Regions from separate parts of the Columba livia genome. Here region 2 is linked to region 1. A link is a contact called in public Hi-C data. All regions are on one chromosome and are shown on one strand. Each heading gives the region's core, a stretch centred on a gene start, on an enhancer-like site or on the middle of the called end of the contact. The rest is flanking DNA. Distances are from core to core; before and after follow the strand shown.

Region 1 (2,700 bases), core at 178-2,677:
AGGCTGGCTTGCTGATGGAGAGGACAAGGAAGGACATGGCAGCGCCGTGGGCTGGGCCAACAGGAGAGAAGTGGTTCAGATCACCTCTATACCAAAATCGTGGAGACGCGAGGCTTTTAAGGAAGAGCTTTTGATCCTGTTTTGTGTTGATTTTTAACACCTAGTCCACTCCAGTGCTGAAAAAGCGGCAGATAAAAAGGACATTGTTAAATATTCAATATTCATCTCCCTTTAAGTCAAAATCAAAACTCTGAAATATTCATTTGAGAGCATCCTCCGGCAAAGTCAAGAGAGACCTAAAAAAATATGCCTGGTGTGTCTACATTAATGAGGAATGGGTAAACCGGCAGTTTTGGAGAAGAGAGTGAGCCCTCCACGTTCCTCTGATCCAGCTTCACAAAGCCAAGAGAAAAGCAGGAACTAGCTCAGAGTAAACACCATCCCTTTCAGGTCATAGTGCTAAATTAAACCACCAAATGGGAGGATAAATTACCCTTCATTTGTAACTTAGCCTTGCCCATTAATGAAGAGAACTGGGAGAGCCCAGTGGTTCAGGGGACAGTGGCAGAGCCATCAGGGTCCTCCTGGGGTCCCCATGCCCTGGAGGTCACCAGCAGGTCGGGGGTATGGGAAGCACCACTTGAGAGGGTAGAAACTGTAAAAATTGATTTAATCCAATTACGGTGTCTGACTACACCTTAGTTGCCTGTTTTGGGGCTGGCTTTGTCTTGACAGGGCTTTGCTGAGGCAGTGAGGTTTTACCAACCACCTGGTTGTAATTACTCTAATAAAGTCATGCCAGGATAATTATGCTGTGCTTGTGTGGACCCTCATTTGAGAGCAAATGGCTTTTTCCAGTTTGGATTTACACATTTCCCAGCCAAGCCAGACAGTTCCTACCAGTAGTGACTCGGGACCGATGTAACAGAATCAGAGAATCACAGAAAGGTTTGGGTTGCAGGGACCTTCAAAGCTCCCCCAGTGCCACCCCTGCCATGGGCAGGGACATCTTCACCAGCTCAGGTTGCTCAGAGCCCCATCCAGCCTGGCCTGGGATGTCTCCAGGGATGGTTCATCCACCACCTCTCTGGCCAACCTGGGCCAGGCTCTCACCAACCTCAGTGTCAACAATTTCTTCCTCATGTCTGGCCTGAATCTCCCCTCCTTTAATTTAAAACCATCAACCCTTGTCCTACCAAACAAGATAGGAGCTGAACTTGCTCCCTCCATCCCTATGCATGTTCAGTGCTGTTGGAGATGTCAAGACACTCCTCATTTCCCGCTGCCCACCACACCATACAGGAGCTCACCGGTGGGGCCAAGGAGGAGGAAGAGGAGAAGCGCGACTGGCGTCAGGGAGAGGGGCAGCACCCCAATGTCTGGTGTCCCCGCGCTGTGCCGGCTGGCCGGGTGGGGACCGAGTCCCATCGCTGTTCCCACAGATGGGTGTCCAGAGGAGGTTGTCCCTGAAACACGCAGACAGCAGTGTTGGTGAGGGCCAGGAGAGCCTTTGCCCCATGACAGGCCATGCAGGACCTGCAGAGAAGTCCCTCCTTGACACTTGCTGGAGCAGTGGCCAGGAACAACATGAAAAATAGCCCAGGTTGTATTTATTGAGAACAAGAGATGTTTTTTTGAGTGGTAAGAGAAAGCTGCAGGGCCACATCCCAGCCATGAGACAAAACTGGAAGCAGCAAGAACCTCAGGGCTGGGCTACTGTATAGGCAGAAGTTTGGACCCCAGACCCACCAGGACACCTGGATGCTGGGCCTTGGTGGTCTCACCCAGGGTCTTCAGCCCTCAGGATGTTCAGGGAACCATCCTGTTTGCATCCAAATGGAGGTTGTCCTCCTGTTACACCTGCACGAGGTTACAAGCCAACCCCACAGCACAAACATGCCATATACCCCCTACTACACATGGGCAAAGTGGGACACGCATTAAATCCAGGCAGCATTGGGAAGGAGCAGAAACGTGAAAGGCACTTCCTAAACCATCCTGGGGGCTTTACCCAGACACCCCCCTTGTCTCCACTCTCTCATCCTGAGGGAAAAAGCAGGGAAAGGCATTTCTGCAGGAAGACAGAAATTTCTGGGGTCTGCTGGGACAACCTCATTCACCTGGGAGATGGAGATGCAAATGCCATGGGGACAAGATGGAAAGCAATTGGGAATGTCAGGCAGAAAGTGAGGAGGAGATTAAATATCACAAGATGCCATTTCCCCTTAGTTTACTGTTCCCTTCAGGAATTACTGCCAAAGCAGTGGATTTCCAGCTCTGTTCTCCTGCCCTGTTGTGGAGTGGGATGGGGGCTGATCCTGCTCCCCGTTACACCTCTGAGAACCCAGAGCAGCACCCCAGTGCTCCCAGCAGCCGACCTGCCAGCAGCACTGGGATGGCAGTGTGTGCTGGGGAGGAGTGCCATCGTGAGGATGCTTTCACACGCTGGCTCTAAAGCCAGGCTGTAAATCTCAGCTAAGCAGAGCCCTAAAATTAATCCGTCCAGCCTACACCAGGCACATGTCTTGGAGGGATGGGCACCATCTGCTGCTGCTTGAGGCACCTCCTGATGGTGAGAAACTGGGGAAAGGACAGTGAACTATGGGGTATTGGTGACCAAACACCCCATCGAGGAAATGCCTCATCCAGTTTTTCGTTCCTCCTGGTTTTCTGATGCAGAGGCACAGGGTGGGAACAGCA
Region 2 (2,700 bases), core at 48-2,547, 34 kb after region 1:
AGGCCACCAGTGAGCTGCCTACACCAGACTGGTGCTGAAATAGCTGGTGGTGGGTGCAGTGTACCCCTGCTTGCTCCTTTCTGCCACTGCGAACGCTGACCGCAGGCAGGTCGAGGCGGCATTGTTGGAATTGCAGCCAGCATGGTGACTAGCTGGGTTATATTAAATAAAGGCACTAATTAGTCAGGACTCATTACCGTTGTTGCTGTTCTGGCAGTGATGTCTGTGGTGCAGATCAGTATGCAGTTTTCCCCTGGCTTGGAGGTTTCCCTGCGTGTGTTCTCTGGGGTGGGCAGTCATGTGTGGAATGCTGTGGTCGTGGAGGTGAGGATGCTTGTCCAGGATGGGATCTGGCTGGATGGGGGGTGTAATCCCAGCTGATTCTGATTGCTCCTCTTATGTTCTGTCCATCTGCAGACCCATGGGATGGGTGGGACTGGGGAACCCCATGGAATTGGGGGGAACTCTCTGTTCCCATGGGGGACGGCTGCTGAAGGAGACAGGCTGTAATAACTGGGATGCTCTTTAATGCTAAAAGTGAAGAAACCTGGTTTTAACACCAAATCTCCTCTCACCTTCCTAATCTCTGGACAGCCCTCTTGGGGACTGAGGCCAGGAGGTCCAACCTTTGCGGGTCCAGAGGTGATGAGACATGGGTGCCCGTAGCAATAACTAGAAACAACCTGTGTCTGGTATGCATAGGGTATCAAAAAAAGAGTCTGCTGCGAACCATATGGCTCATTTTGGGATACAGAAGGAGGCATGTTGCTGCTGCAAGGATTTGAAACACATCTGTCAGATGTTGCCCGTGGAAAGCCCTTGCTTCAGCAAGCAACTTATTATGTACAGGGAGGAAGGGGAAGCATTAAAAAAATCGTTATTCCTCTCTTTGTAAATGAAAGAATGGTAAACATTCCTTCACATCCCAGATAAATCAATAGCACAGCATTCGGCCAGCCGGTGATAAAAAGCATCAGTCGATTCTGCTGTTGCATTTTCAATTCACTATTGAATCCTGAAAACTGTTGGATCATCAAAACAGGCTTTGATCCCAAGGGATGGCTAGAACAAAGATTTGGAGGCAAACACTTTTAGGGAGCGAATGGTCCGGTAAGGAAGCGATTAATGTGCTGGAGCAGATGTGGCTGGTGGTGGGTGCCGTGTCTCCCAGCTGCCTTCCAGCTGTGGTCTGGCCTGCCAGATGTGCTGTTCTGCCCGCAGAAGAGCCTCCCTTCAGAGGCAAGGAAGGCTGTGTGGGCTTGCTGCCATTGCTGAAACCAAGTTCTGTGCATCAAAAGGCTTCCTTGGGACTGGACAATGAAGCACTTGCAGCTGGGGACAGATTTGCTAAGGTGTCTGGGCTCCCCCAGACAGCTTGGTGGATATAAGTGCATCAGAGCGTTATCACAGCAAAGTGACAGGAACAGACCAGAGATGCCACAATGCAAACCCATCAGGCCTGGGTTTCCTAAGGATGGCTGAGAGCTGCATCGCCCTTTTCTGCCTGATTGTCCGCAGCTCCGGCCCAATGCCAGCTGCTGAGGTGGTGTAATGCCATTTGCTTTGCTTGAAATCCCTGCTGTACCCCACAGACCTTGCGAGAGCTTTCTCATTCTCACTCTTACCCAGCTCTGCACTGGGTTTTTTGTCTCCCTTCATTGATTTGATTCAAATGAGCCTGGCCAGTTCTTGGGCAAGTCATCTCTTTGTTCCTCTGAGCTGCTACAAAGGAAAGTCAACAGCAAGAGAAATGAAGGAGCGTCCTCTGCTGTCCCAAACAAGGCAAATTTCTCTAAAGCCGCTCAGATTTGCAGTGCAGGTGAACCGGGATGTTCTGTCGAGTCCCGGGCGGGTGTTGCTGCTGGTGTAACACACCTTCTCGCTTCTCTCACTTGTCTTCACCACCTTGTCTGTGCATCTTTTTGGCATTGCTTTCTCCAGCCCGTAGCCAGAGGAGACAAGAAGGTCGCTTCAAAAAGAGCCACCTGGAAAACACGGTCTAGAAGGACTTGGTGCTCAGTCTGGCAGGCAGCACGAGATCCTCAGGAGTGAGAACGTGGTGGCCATCACAGTCAGGTACTTGTGGAAGTGGATGGAGTCACGGCGGGTAACAGAAAGTCCTGCTCACATGGGGCTTCCCAAAACCTGCAGAGCAGAAGCAGCTGAAGCCTCTTTCTCCTGTGTGACTGCGTAGGTCTTTGGTGGTTGCAAGCCAGAGCCTGGTTCCAACTGTCCTGCATGGGAAGTGCCAGGCTGGAGTAGGGACATCATGGAGCACACAGCCAGCAGACCTTTGGGTGCAGTGAGCACTGAGCTGAGACAGTTCAGACCCATTGCGTCCCCTTGCAGGTCTGTGCTGGCGGCAGATTGTGATCCGCTGCGTAGGAGCAAGGTCCCAGCTGAGGATTCCCACCTCTCACCTCTGGAAAAGGCAAAGAGCTGCATCCCCAGTGGTGTCTGCCGATGAGCCCCTGAAGCAGCTCCTGAGCTCCTGGCCTGGGAGCTGGAAGGCTGGGGCTTGCCCAGGCTCCTGTTTGTCTCCTGCTCCTCTTGTGGCAGTTCTTGGAAATGCTTTTCCAGGGGATTTTGACACACCCCTGATGTGGAAAACGCCTACTTTCGTGTTGCTCTTTGGCCTAATGCTTATTTTATCCTGTTACCTTCCTGGTTAATGGTCTACAGAGGGTGATCCTCACAGCC

What was found. Hi-C and Micro-C count contacts between places; a contact is called where the count stands out from the background.
Region 2: a contact with region 1 is called in a Hi-C map of liver, with 3 times the contacts expected there. The contact joins the enhancer-like site here to the promoter of SSC4D in region 1. A contact is called at or near these places in 2 of 2 Hi-C or Micro-C datasets (crop and liver).

The regions. Positions count from the first base shown.
Region 1 is chr20:6,238,932-6,241,631 of bColLiv1.pat.W.v2, forward strand. SSC4D (scavenger receptor cysteine rich family member with 4 domains) reads right to left here and starts at 1,428. Exons shown (of 10, transcript XM_065037351.1): 1 at 1,311-1,428. The coding sequence starts at 1,428.
Region 2 is chr20:6,272,889-6,275,588 of bColLiv1.pat.W.v2, forward strand. All of the region lies in intron 6 of DTX2 (deltex E3 ubiquitin ligase 2), which reads left to right. Among named protein-coding and RNA genes, the nearest start is that of POLR2J, 25 kb to the right of the region's middle. Within about 2 kb of position 1,298, at least 1 of the 3 cell types and tissues checked has an H3K27ac peak away from gene starts, as active enhancers do.